Regions from separate parts of the Mus musculus genome. Here regions 2 and 3 are each linked to region 1. The links are chromatin contacts, called in public HiChIP or PLAC-seq and promoter capture Hi-C maps. All regions are on one chromosome and are shown on one strand. The core of a region is the stretch at or near the end of the contact, and the rest is flanking DNA. Distances in the headings are between cores, read along the strand shown.

Evidence for each region. Promoter capture Hi-C pulls out the DNA fragments that hold promoters and counts their contacts. HiChIP or PLAC-seq counts read pairs in DNA pulled down with a chosen protein or histone mark.
Region 2: a contact with region 1 is called in an H3K27ac HiChIP or PLAC-seq map of double positive thymocytes, with 8 read pairs. The contact joins the enhancer-like site here to the promoter of Tmem140 in region 1. A contact is called at or near these places in 2 of 39 promoter capture datasets (macrophages and pre-B cells), 1 of 484 Hi-C or Micro-C datasets (nephron progenitors), 5 of 115 datasets of contacts at active chromatin or transcription factors (double positive thymocytes, embryonic stem cells, memory CD8 T cells and 1 more) and 3 of 9 other capture datasets (adipose tissue, liver and pancreatic islet).
Region 3: a promoter capture Hi-C map of liver shows a contact between it and region 1. The contact joins the enhancer-like site here to the promoter of Tmem140 in region 1. A contact is called at or near these places in 1 of 39 promoter capture datasets (liver), 4 of 115 datasets of contacts at active chromatin or transcription factors (bone marrow-derived macrophages, embryonic stem cells, extraembryonic endoderm stem cells and 1 more) and 3 of 9 other capture datasets (adipose tissue, liver and pancreatic islet).

Annotation. Positions count from the first base shown.
Region 1 is chr6:34,860,454-34,864,758 of GRCm38.p6, forward strand. It overlaps Tmem140 (transmembrane protein 140), which reads left to right and starts at 2,693. Exons shown (of 2, transcript NM_197986.3): 1 at 2,693-2,887. It also overlaps a transcript of Agbl3 not described here.
Region 2 is chr6:34,950,195-34,954,697 of GRCm38.p6, forward strand. It overlaps Slc23a4 (solute carrier family 23 member 4), which reads right to left. Exons shown (of 8, transcript NM_001025573.2): 7 at 3,571-3,824. Among named protein-coding and RNA genes, the nearest start is that of Slc23a4, 26 kb to the right of the region's middle. Within about 2 kb of position 2,252, at least 53 of the 459 cell types and tissues checked have an H3K27ac peak or open chromatin away from gene starts, as enhancers often do. A contact at or near this core is called in double positive thymocytes and memory CD8 T cells, where this site is marked.
Region 3 is chr6:34,737,424-34,741,668 of GRCm38.p6, forward strand. All of the region lies in intron 3 of Cald1 (caldesmon 1), which reads left to right. Among named protein-coding and RNA genes, the nearest start is that of Gm38787, 6.7 kb to the left of the region's middle. Within about 2 kb of position 2,403, at least 6 of the 459 cell types and tissues checked have an H3K27ac peak or open chromatin away from gene starts, as enhancers often do. A contact at or near this core is called in liver, where this site is marked.

The DNA of each region.
Region 1 (4,305 bases), core at 1,443-3,942:
GTACATCTGGAAAGCCTCTGCTTCTCCTTGAAGATTAAACCCAAACATTCCCTTCTCTTGAAAACCTCCATCAGATCTTCCAGGAATTTACAGTAACTAGATTAACCAGCAAAGACTTTAAATGGTATAACTAGGCAGTGGGAGAGAGATGAGTAAGACCTATTGAGATGATCATATGGTTTTTGTCTTTAAGTCCAATTATATAGCTTATTACATTTACTGCTTTACATATTATTCTTTTTCCTTTCATTTCTGCTCTGATTTTTTTTTCCTATCTGCTGGATTTGAGTTTGGTTTGTTCCTGTTTTTCCCAATTCTTGAGATGCATTAAGCCATTGATTTGTGGTCTTTCTGATTTTTTAGTGTAGGTTCTTAGAGCTGTAAATTTTTTTCTCTCTTAGGATCACTCATAACGTGTCCCAGGGGTTCTGCATGGTACATTTCCATTTAACTCCAGGATTGAAATAAATAAAAATTCTTTCTGTATTTCTTCTTTGACTCATTCATCACTCAGATATATGCTGTTTTAATTGCCAAGGACTAAACTCCAAACTTTTTTTTTTAGGGGGGATGGGCAGGGCTCTTTATTGTTACACAAAAGGTACTTTTAGCTAGTCAATTTCCACATACCAAAACCTTATCTGATCTAGGAATTGTCTGAAGGAGCCATTACCTAAGCAACTCTCAGCCAAATGAGACTTCTCTGTTTTCCAGGCACGTCTGAATTATGGGAAGGCTCTGAGAGTCCTTTAGAAGAGCAACCCCATAAACCTCAGAGAACAACCACTATTTACAAAAGGCAACTTCAAAGCCTAGGCACCATCATTCTGGAATCCATTTCAAATACATCAGCCCTGCTAAGATTCTGCTCCATATTTCAGGGCCAGTGAGCAGCTGAGGATGTAAAGGAGCCCTGCTCCAGGCCTCATTATGTGAAGTGAATCGCCAGAACTCACGCAGAAAGAGAGAAACAACTGCAAGTTGTCCTCTGACAACCACAGTGTCTGTGTGGTGTGTGAGCACTCACACACATAACAAACATAGCAAAAACACACTCAAGTAAAGGTACTAAGTCCTCATAATAATGGCAAGGAGGCATGCCACCGTGACTCCCTCTCTCCCTTCACTCCCCCTCCAAGCTGCAGAGGCAAGGTGCTCCAATCACGTACAACTAGGAGGTTAGAGTCACCGGCTGGCTCCTCCGCCCAACCACAGTACAAAGACTCTTCCCAACCTTACAGGCTGGACATACTGGAACCAGTCACCTTTGCCCAGCTTCTTCATAAGGTAGAAGATGCGCGTGGGAGCGAATCATCAAGCTGAGAGATCAGACTACTGTCTAGAGTACCAGCAGTACTCTAAGAAGAGCCACGTCATTCAAAAGAGGCAACAGCGTCCCTAAGTGCAGCTCCACAGGAACAGCACAGATAGTGGGTCTCAGGAAGTCAGACATCAGAGCAAAGGGCTCGGAGACTCTCCCCGAGTAAATTTGTCTGGTAGGGTGTGAGGAAGTTCAGGGGCAAAAGTGGTGTCTCAAAGGGGGTGAGGGGGTGGGGTGGGAGTGGAGGACTTAGGCTTCCAGTTGAAAATGGCAAAATGGTTGATATTTCATTTTTTTTTTCTTTGCAAGACCTCATTAAAATGGCACTTTCTTTTAAAGGCAAAAGGCTGAAAGGACAACAGTGGGAAGGAGACCAGCTCTGAACTTCCTAGCAACGGGAAAGGCAGACAACATGGAACTCGGCCTCCAGGTTGCATGGGAAAATTAAGTTTAAAGAAAAACACTATACTCTATCCAACTTTGAACAAGTTTAAGAATAGAATAAAGATATCAGTTTGACAAATTAAAAAAAAAAACAAAAACAAAAACAAAAAACCTTTGGTGTCCCTCATTTCTCAGTAAATCACCTGGAATTTATTCTACCAAAAGTGAATACAGCAGAAAAGAGAAAAGCCTGGGACCCAGAAACAAGAAATCTAACCTAGCATGGCGGCAAAGGGAACCCCTGGGATGAACCAAGACCCAGTTAGGTACAGGGTGTCATGTAGAAAGTAGAGAAAGCCGCCAAGGGTTTAGCGCTATTGGGAGCTGTCTACTGTCTTTGCCAAGCTCACCCAGTTCTGAAGCTGCAGAGATCATGTGAGCCTGGGAGGCAAGAGTCCCCTCCCTGCGATCTCAAGACTAAAAGCTTTCTTTCTCTTTTACTTTGAAATGGGAACACAGTGTTTCTGTTGCTCTATAACTGTTAGATATAACTTTGCTAACGGCAAAGTTTCCAATCTAGAGACACAGTCAAGATCATCGGTTGAGTTTTGAAAGGAGAGTCCAAGGCATAGGTGCCTTCCAAAGGAATGAGAAGAGGGGACCCAGGTTCCAGGAGCTACACTGGCTGGAAGCTTGGCCATGTGAACTAAGGTCCCTCCCTAGAAAGATTCTGGGTCGTGTTTCTCTAAGAGTTGCAATGCCCTGGAGGTCTGGAAGCTGGTATCAACTTTCGCACAGTAAAATCGGGACCCTCACCTGGCTCAGGCAGGGTGCGCCAGTTGTGGGTCATGTGCTCCCATGAGCAACAAGTTGTTTACACTCTTCATTTCTGAAAAGTCATAAGACACAGGCAAGTTAAAAAACGAAAGTGAAATCAGCTGAGAGTGACATCAGTCAGCACAAATGTACCAAAGTTCAGAGCTGTTTACTTGAACGCGACTGCCTGCGAGTGCAGGCAGAGCCCAGGAGCTCTGAGCTGTCTGCTTGCAGCTTCTCTCCTCTGCCCTGGTTTCTGGAGCCTGACTTTAGAAAGCAGCCCAGGAGAAGATCGACTCCCCAGACAGACGCTGATTTCCTGTGTCACCTTTTGATGAGTGTTCCTGGGCTCCAGCGTTGGTTTTTGTAAGTACACCCCCACAACTCCACAAGGGATAAGAGGTGTTTAAGTTCCCAGACTCCACATTCTAGCAACAAACCAAGGGGGGACGCTTTGCTTGGTGTCGGTGGCCTCCTCTCTCCCCAGAGAGTGATATAACCTTTCACCTCTGTCCTGCCCCCATGCTCGTAAGCATCACTGTGTGCATCTCTGCCTCAAAAACTCTGTAAATGGTTAGAAACACACAGGTAGCTGCATGCAGCCTGGTGTTCAGGAAGCTTGTACCATTAATACCTGTGGCTTTGGGACACATTGTTCTCCAGAAGTAGGCAGGCAGACAAAAACATGTCACTACAGCCAAACTGATACCAAGATTTGAAAAACACAAAGAAAAGATCTGTGTTCTTGTCCAAAAGAGAATTATAGGACATAAAAGATTTTAAGACCTGATATCAGCCCCCAAAGGAAACTCATGGAGGGGGGATTGTCCCTTGAAACAGGTCTTTCTTTTTCTTTTTCTTTTATTTTCTTTCCTTTTCTTTTCTTTTCTTTTCTTTTCTTTCCTTTCTTATCTTTTCTGGCTGATTAATAACTCCCATTACACTTCTTTAATCTGTAAAATCAAGTTGTTGGATAGGAGAGAAAAGAAAAAAAAAAAAAAACGGGGGGGTGGGGGGAAATCTTTCAGAGACAGCTGAAGTGTGTTTTCAGTATTTCCTCCTCTCTGGGTCTTCCTAATCGCAGGTCTGAGAGTCAGCGCCTGGAGCAAGGCCTCACACATCCCGTTTTCTAAGCTGCTATTTTAGTCCCCACATTATCGAATTACTAAGGCTATGGTGGCTTGCTCTATAATCTCACTTTTCACCAACAGCACGTAATTCTGGGAACATTTTAATGTGGCCTTCACTGGGAAACACCACAGGACTGATTTTCTCCACCTCTCCTCTCTCCTGTGCACCTGTCTGGGGATGCCTTGACCACCCGTGGCCTCTCCTCTCCTGTGCATCTGTCTAGGGATGCCTTGACCACCCATGGCCTCCTCTCTCTCCTGTGCACCTGTCTAGGGATGCCTTGACCACCCCTGTGCTTTTGAATTGGCTCCTAAAAGCTGCTTCTCCATTCTAACACACAACTGACCTCCGTTATGCCTGACATTGTAGTACTCCATCCTTTCTATGATACTGCCTAGGGGTAAGGCGGTAAAAGTGGGTCATTTGGCCAAAAACACAAACCTTAGAGTCAGAGTCACCATGTTAGGAAGCCAGTCTTGGCATCTGGAGTGTCACTGAGGATGCTAGCTACAGTCTTTAGGGAGAAGAAGGTTACCCAGCGTACCTTGGAGGCACTGGAAAAACACAGATCTTTTTTTTCTTGCTAGGTTCATTCTTCTGTGAATTGTTTGTATTACCGAATCCCGTTTCACACAGCGCAGTGTTTTTCTTGA
Region 2 (4,503 bases), core at 1,002-3,501, 89 kb after region 1:
GACACAAGCCAGCCAGTCACGAAAGTCACATAACATGTCTCCATTGACAGGAGGTCTCCAGGGGCTCCAAATCCATGGAGCCAGGGAGCTCAAGAGGTTGCCAGTCTCTGGGAAAGGAGGAGCTGGGGTGGGGGAGCAGAGAAGAGGATTGGGGGCGGGGAGCAGGAACGAGAGGAAGAGAAGAAGAACAAGGACGTGGGACGAGGAAGGCCAGCAGCTGCAGTACAATGTCAGCATGCTTAACACTCCAGTGCTGAGGAGGCTGAGATAGAAGGTACAGACATTTGGGGCTAGCCTAGGCTACATGATGAAATTCTTTATCAAAACGATGGAGGGGAATAATGTCAAAGTATCTATGTATGAAATTGCATTAAAATATATATGTTTTTTAAAACTACCATACTAACCATTTAGAAATGGTCATAATGGTAATTTTCATGTTTTAAAAAAAATTTTACTACAGTAAAAATAAGACCAAGAGAAACCTTCACTCCTTCACTCCTTCACCGGAGGGCTTTAAAGCAAGGTGGTGACTCCCAGTCTCAAAGCTTCCCCAGGATGGCCATTTCATCACAACTCCTCAGCAGACCTCCTCAGCAAGCAACTGTTACAGCGTGTGTGAACTCTGATTTCTCCTTTGCCTGTGTGGAGGTCATGTAACATCCAAACCTATCCCACACATCATTTCCTATTTCTAGACAGAATTTTTTTTTTTAATTTGGGGGGTGGCAGGGTGGGGATTGAGAATGGGTTTCTCTGTGTAGCCCTGGCTGTCCTGGAACTCGCTCTGTAGACCAGGCTGGCCTTACACTCAGAGATCTACCTCCTTCTGCCTCTCAAGTGCTGGGATTCAAGGAATGCAGGTCTATCCAGAATGTTAAAGGGAGACTAAAATCTTACAAGATTCCCTTAGTTCACTTCAATAGAGGGCTGATTACTGCCATGAAACCTGTCTGTAATACACACACGGGCACATAGATACCCAGAAAGCCATACAGACTCACAGAGACTCTCTCTTTTCTTGTTTCTCCCTTCCCCTCTCTCCTTCTCTGTCTGTCCAATTTCTTAAAGGATACCAGCATGCAGTCCCACCTGTGTGATATGGAAGAGGCTAGCGTTCTGGTGTGTAACAGTGTAAATACACTAAACTAAGCTTCCAGATAGTTAGGTTGGTGAGTTTCCATTTTGTGTTTTTCCCCACAGTGAGAAAATATTTTTCAAGGTATGTTAGTGTTAGCTAAAGTCCACTAATGCAGTAACCAGTGAACAGATTACAAATGCTCTTATTCTTCACTTTCCAGACTAAGAATCATCAGAAATGCTTTGTTTAATGCCTTTGCAGCTGACTGTGTGACTGCAGGTAAAACAGGTGGGTCTGTTAGGTCCAGCCTGTTGTGCCAAAGGTCTCACAAGGAGTGGCATGCCCAAGCCCATCACCGCAAGAGCTTGTCATGGAGACTGGGTCTCCGTTGGCCTCAGAACTGACGTCTTGGCAGACAGCTGTGACTTCCTAGAGAAGTGAGAGGAGCGTTGTGGCTTTCAGCCTGATCTCCCACTACACACCCCAACAGATACACAGAGAGATCCGCATGCACATACACTCACATGTACACAAACACACAGATACACACAGTCACATGCACACACATAGTTATACATACTCTCAAACAACACATACACGTGCATACACAGTCACTCGCACATGCACACACACACAGAGTCACATGTACACACATACTCACACAACATATACACATGAACACAGTCACTTGCACATGCACATGCTCACACATACACACATTCACACACATGCGCAGAGTCACATGCACACACATTCACACACACATTTACTACATACACACAGATACACACACATGCATGTGTACACACACTCATGCACACACAAACATACACACACACACACACACACACACACACACACACTAACCCATTGTTGCAATGCCTAAAAAGGCCACAGCAGGGAGTGTGAGCCATAAAAGCAAGTGGTCTTAGCACCTGTGCTCTATCAGTTGATCTAACCTCTTATTGATTCAGTTTGCCCTGCTCCTGTGGGCCTTTATTTCCTGCTTTTTCACTTCTCTTAAAAGGCCCCAGCTTAGAAACTATGCCCACCAAAATTTGTTTTGTTGATGGAATGTAATTTTCTGTTCTTCACAGGACGTGTACCCTTTAACAGGAAGGAAACGGTTGCTGCTTCAAGCTTATACAGCCAGCTGCTACATTTGTGGTGCACTCACAGCCTGGATGAAGGGCTCTGCAAGCCTTGGGAAAGCATCAAACCCTCTAGGCTTGTCGAGAACGGCAGTGGAGGTAGTTGGGGATTTGGTTGTGGATTTCAGCTCCAGCAGTAGCACGGGTCACTTGGGGTTCGGGAGCAGAAGGCACAATTCCTCCAGGATGCACACTGGAGCCATGGAGGGAGGGAGCCACAAGACACTGCAAGTTGGGATAATGAAACACCATCCTTCCTGGACTCTCTAGGAGGAAGTGGTGGGGCTGTGGAGGTGTGGAATAGATGTTACACAGAGACTAGTCAGAATTGGGCTCTAGAAACCGGGCAGTCAAGTTATGGGTGGAGTGGAGATGTGTAAGATCCTGCTAAGAGAGAATGTGAGGTCCTACTGGACAGGGACAGTCAGTCTGAGTCATCAGGAAGGGAGCCAAGAGGGACAGGCAGGGAGGCCTGTAGAGAAAGAAGAACCTAGAGGAATGTCTCAGAACGTCAAAGATGACATGAGTGGCGGAATGGGTTCCCTCAGACACAGACTGCAGAAGAATGGGTGTGTTTCAGAGGTCTCTGGCTGTCAGGGCCCTGGGGACCTGAGGTGGATCTGGCTAGGGACAGTTGAATAGTCAGGGCCGGGCTAAAGGCAATGTCTGTCCCACCACAACCAAAGAAGGCCACATATTGACATCAGGGTCATGACCCCTGCAGAGATAGCCCATTCTGAGCCCCTAGGCTAGTCATCCTCAGCCTCCATATTGCTTCGTCCCTCATTGCCACGTCATAACTGTAGTTTTGCTACTGTTATGGATTGTAATGTAAATATATGATATACAGGGTATCTGATGTGTGACCCCAAAGGGAAGCCATCATGTGTTGGTGGCACCTGTGGCTTTGCTGAGTCCCTGTAGGAAGGCCATATGTATTCGTGTATAGCCTTGCCATGCTTGGCAAGGGGACTTTGCAGAGGTGCCTGAGCTGGGACTGGTGAGCTAGGGATGGTCTCCTGGCTCACACTGGTAGTTCAGCATAACTCTGTGTGTTTTTTTGTGAGTAGGCAGTGTTTCACATCTGTGACAGGGGAACGAGGAAGAAGGAGCCACAGTCTAGGGACAGGACAGCCTGTAGAAGAGGCCTGCCTTAAGGAGTGTTTCTATGTCCATACCTCTGCTTTAGCCCCCATACAGTCCCCACCTCATTTCTGACTGCTAGATCAGCAGGGTGATATTGATCTAAACCCAGTCTTTGTGAGTTGTCACAGCTACAACAGGAAACTAGTTTGCAGGAACCCAGCCCCGCCCCAGGAACCCCATCAGTGGTCTTACCCTGGTGATGCCCAGCGCCCCGACGTTCTCACTGTAGGACGTGGTACCATTCCCAGTTCCCCAGGCCCCTGCCAGCAGGCAGCCAAGGCCCTCAATGCCAATGCCACGGTTGATGGCATGTTTTGGAGGGGGTGGGGCACCAACCAGCCGAGCACAGGCGTGATAATCGCCCACCGACTCCACCATGGAGGAGATCACTCCAGCAATGATTCCAAAGACTCCAGCCAGGCTGATGGTGGGGAGGCCCCACTGCCCTGCCAAGGGGACATAAGGGGACCCTGTCATTTCTTTGTCAGAAGGGTCTCTAGAAGCTTAACAAGGCTGGGAAGTTCTCAGCTGTCCAGAAGCTTTGGCAGCTTCTGCCCTGCCTTTCCACTCAGAGGGTAGAAATGGCGCCTCCTTCAAAGGGCACCTTGGAGTTGTTGGAAGGTAAAGTCTCGACTAGAAAGACATATCATGAACCAGGCTGGCCCAACCTTCAGCCCTGGTTACTTTCCTATACTTCAAGGTGAGACCAGAAGTAGACTAAAGGAAGCTCTGATCTCCCCCCAAAATATTCTAATTCAGCCCTAAGCCTACCAGAACCTATCATGAGACCCAAATATCTGCCTGGAGGTCAAGACGACCTCTCTTGCATCTTCCCTCACATACCCCAAGGCCAAGGGGTCCAAGACCAGGGGGTTCTGGGTAACATGGAGGCAGGTACAGGCCTTTTGCTAGTTCTGGGAAAACTCTCGGAATAATGGCATTTGGTCTACTGTTCCCAAGGGCTTTTTAGAACAACCACGGCTTAGTGGGTAATGAACATAATCCCAGCTTCTCAAGAGGATGGGGCAGGAGGACCACAAGTTAAAGGCTGGCCTGGGCTGTGGAGTGAACTCAAGGTCAGCTTGAGCAATTTAGCAGTACTTTGACTCAATATAAAAAGCAAAA
Region 3 (4,245 bases), core at 1,153-3,652, 120 kb before region 1:
GTGGGTTTTTTGTGTGCTGTGGGCGCAAGTGGCTTGGTTAATACTGGAATCTGCTGAAATTTGATGAAAGTTAAAATGGTTTGTTATCCATCTCTAACCATCTGGTTAGATAGGAACTTTGTTAGTCAGCGTTTCAAACAAGGTTCCAGCTGGTGTGGGGAAATCAGAGATGCTAGCATTGTCTTTAACGTAGACTACAGCTACTGCTATAGCAGATATAGTAAGGATCCTACAACCATGTCTGTCTTATTGGACACATTCTGTGTGGTGTTGAAGTGAGTATGCCCACGTATCATTGGAGTTGTGTTACCTTTCTGAGGCCAGTTTATCAGAGCATCAGTGGCCTCCAAAGAGAGCGCCCTCAACTTCGTAAACAGAACTTCTAAATTCTGAGAAGTTTTGAAGTCCTTGCACCACTGCTTATAGGGACATAAAGTTGGGAAAACATGTTTAATATTTTCAGCATGAGAAATACTAGATTGTAATATATTTGCATAATTACCATCTGGTGTATGTAGATATGAAATACTGTTTCCATTGACGCAGTTTGTTGATGTGTTAAAATATATCCATGAAGAAGTTTAATTAAAGGAACTGTTTGTGAAATAATACGTATAACATTACCCCATTTTATTAAAAATTAAAACATACTTAGGAACATACATCAAACTTGCGTCGTGTCAGAGTTAGTTGGAATAATTCTAAGCAGCTAATTTGCCTTTGTCTTTATGCATTAGGTAATTGTCTAGTTTTAAAACATATCAAGAGCCCATTACTTTCAGAATCAGGACAGCAAACCACCAAGACTTTTTAGTATGAAAAACAATTCCTAGCGGGGCATAGTGGCTCATACTTTTAATCCCAGCACTTAGGAGGCAGAGAGTTTGAGGCCAGCCTGGTCTTCAGAGTGAGTTCCAGGATAGCCAGAGCTACATAGTAAAACCCCGTTTCAAAAACAAAACAACACAAAAACAAAAACAAAACAAAACAAAACAAACCCAAACAAAGAAAAAAGAAAAAAGAAAGAACAGAAAAATTAATCCATGGTGGATGTACAAAGGGTTCACTGCTGTTTTTAGAAGCCAGGAGTCTCCAAGTTGAAAACTTTGTCATTCACATGGTTTAACTTATAAAGCCAACTGATATGTTCTCTTTTGGTTTTGTGTGTGTGTGTGTGTTTTTGTGTTTTTGTATGTATGTATGTATGTATGTATGTATGTATGTATGTGAGGTGTATATAGTGTGGTTCTGAGTGTGTGTTTGTGTGTATTATGTGTTGTGTGTGTGGTACAGTTCTGGTGTGTTCATGTGAGTATGTGTGTATATGGTATGTGTGTGGTTCTGCATGTGTTCATGTGTATACAGGAAGTGCACATGTACAAGGAGACCAAGGTTTTGATGGTCAGCATAGTCTCAATTACTCTCCACCTTGGAAACTGAGGCAGGGTCTCTCAGTTGAACTTGGAGTTCACTGATTCAGCTAGCCTAGTAAGCTTGGTCTGAGTGTTCCCATGTCTCTGCCTCCTGCACAGTGGGATTAAAGGCCCACCACATCCATGCAGCCTTTCCATGGTGCTGAGGACTGTAACACCAATGTTTACGCTTGTGTGGCAAATGATTTACCAAATGTACCTCAGTCTTACCGTACCTGATATGCTCTTCATCCAGAGTCTGTGCCATTAGGATTGGAAATAGCATGACACTAGGATGGTGCCTTTGTTGTTGTTTTAACTTAGTCAACAGCTTTAATTCCTTATTTTATTAGTAAGAGTAAAAGACCATTCCCGAGCAACCTCTAGCAACTCTATCCTAGAAGAGGGGTTCTGAGCAGCTAGTGGGTTGCCCTTAGATTTTAAGTTACAGGAAGCAAGAAGAATGAGAAGAGACATTAGAGAAGAGGTTGCTCAGGTTCCAGTGAGAAATCCAAGAGGAAGGAAGGCTGGCTGACGCAGCCATAGTAGCAAAGCTAGTTTATCTCCCAGCTAAATGCAGTCAGCAACCCATGAGACTCACAGAGGAAAAGGAAGATGATATATACCTCAAATATACTGGGAAACACTGGCTAAAATCTGACTGCTTTACAAGAGGGAGAGTTTTGCTTTTAGCATGAGGGTACCCCACACATACCTTTCATGTCTCTTGCTTGTTTCAGAAGAAGAAGGCTGCAAAACAGACGTGCTTTCATGGCCAATCTTGAGACAGAGAGACCAAATAAAGAAATTCCTGTTTGATTAGCTTGTGAAGCAGTTTTTAAGGACTTGTTCTCTCTGCTGTGGTTAGAGCGGTCTACTGAGAAGTAAGCCAAAGAAATATTAGTCCAAGAATCCAAAATTTGAAGCCAAACCACTGGGAAGGGCTCTTTCCTGCTGATGACACCATAATTGAATTAGGAGGGAACATTTGTATAGTGTCATGTTGTCATCTCACACTCAACACGTTTAGAATTGAACTCATCTTTCCTTACGAGGCTGCTCCTTAGCTGAACTTGTCTAACAATGATCAAGATGATGGTGCCCATTACTGTGTTCGAGTGTAACACAGCCAGAATTTCTATGTGATTGCCACAAACCTAGGGCCAAAGGAACTTATGACAGGATGATCAAAGGGCCAGATAGTCCTTCTGAGAACCAAGGTTTCTAGCTATTAATCTAGGCATACGTTAATTCTACCATGCTACTCTTCCTGTCATATTTATGGAAACTTTCCACTCAGTTTAGTAGAATGTGTAATAATATATAGATAGAACACACATGCACACATAGAGTGACACTTCATTTATATTGATATTTGACACACTAGCAGATTTTAGTAAGCATAAAGTCAGAATTTCTGAAGTAACAAAAAGCAAATGAACCAACCTTTAGAAAAATATTACTGAATAACTCAATAATATTCGATAGTACAATTCAATACAATAGTTCAATAGTATTCAATAGTATTATTGAAGAAAAAGCTGACACAGATAAAGGCACTGGATCTAAGCCTATGTAAGCCTAGCTTGTAAATCTAACAAGAACAAGCTACCATTACTCACATGTGATGAACTGGATGCCTACAGTTCTGGTATTTTGTTTTCTTTAATTTGAAAATTGTCTTGTAGTTGCATACATTTTAAAAGTTTGTGTCCACGTAGGCACATCTCTTGCTTTGGGTTGGGGAGATTGCTCAGTGGTTAAAGCCCTTACCATATAAGGAGGAGGACTGGGGTTCGAATCTTACATAAATGTAGGTGGGCATAGTGGCCCACTTGTAATTCCAGTCTGAAGCAAGATAGCTAGGTGGCTATATAAGGGAATTTCATGTTCAACTAAGAGATCCTGCTTCAATGAATCAGGGGGAAAACCTTCAAGGAAGACTCCCAACATCAGCCTCGGGGCCTCCATAGGCATGTGCACACATTCACATGCAAACACACATACACATGCAAGTGTACACACACACACACAGTGCAGCACAACACAGCACAGCACAGCACAGCACAGCACAGCATGAGTATCAAGATACTTATACGTGTTTTAGTGAGAAATATGGAACCTTTGATTTAGCTGACACTCTCTCACATTGCACATACATTGAAGCTACCTACCAGTGGTCAACTACACACACACACACACACACACACACACACACACACACACACACCACTATTATAAAGTAACTGAAGGGAAAAACAAAATCTGACCAAAGAAGACATCTATCTTATCTTCATTTATGTTGGATTCAAACCCCAGTCCTCCTTCTTATATAGTAGGGGCTTTAACCACTGAGCAATCTCCCCCACCCAAAGCAAGAGATGTCCCTAAATGAATACAAACTTTTAAATGTATGCAACTACAAGACAATTTTCAAATTAACTAAAACAAAATATTGTCTTCACTTTTATTGAACAACTTTGGCTTATTAGCACCAAAGTCTTGGTTTAGTAGAGTGACTTGATTCTCTCTGGTCTTTGTGTCAGAGCTGGCTCTAGTTCTCACAATGTATCAAATTCATTTTTATAGATATTTTGATTATTTTGGGTTCAATACTTGATGTTTCCCCATATAAATCTTGCATGTGATAATCAACTCAGTACAAAAATGCAAATATGCTAACCCAGTCTCCAAAGGCATACTGCTTTGGTGTAGATGCTCTGGTTTATTTGATCAATGTAAAATTTCCTCTGGGTCATTAGATGATGCTTTTCAAATAATAATTTAAAAAAATTGAAAACGAATTAGTTGGGTGTCCAAACTTGAGACAGTG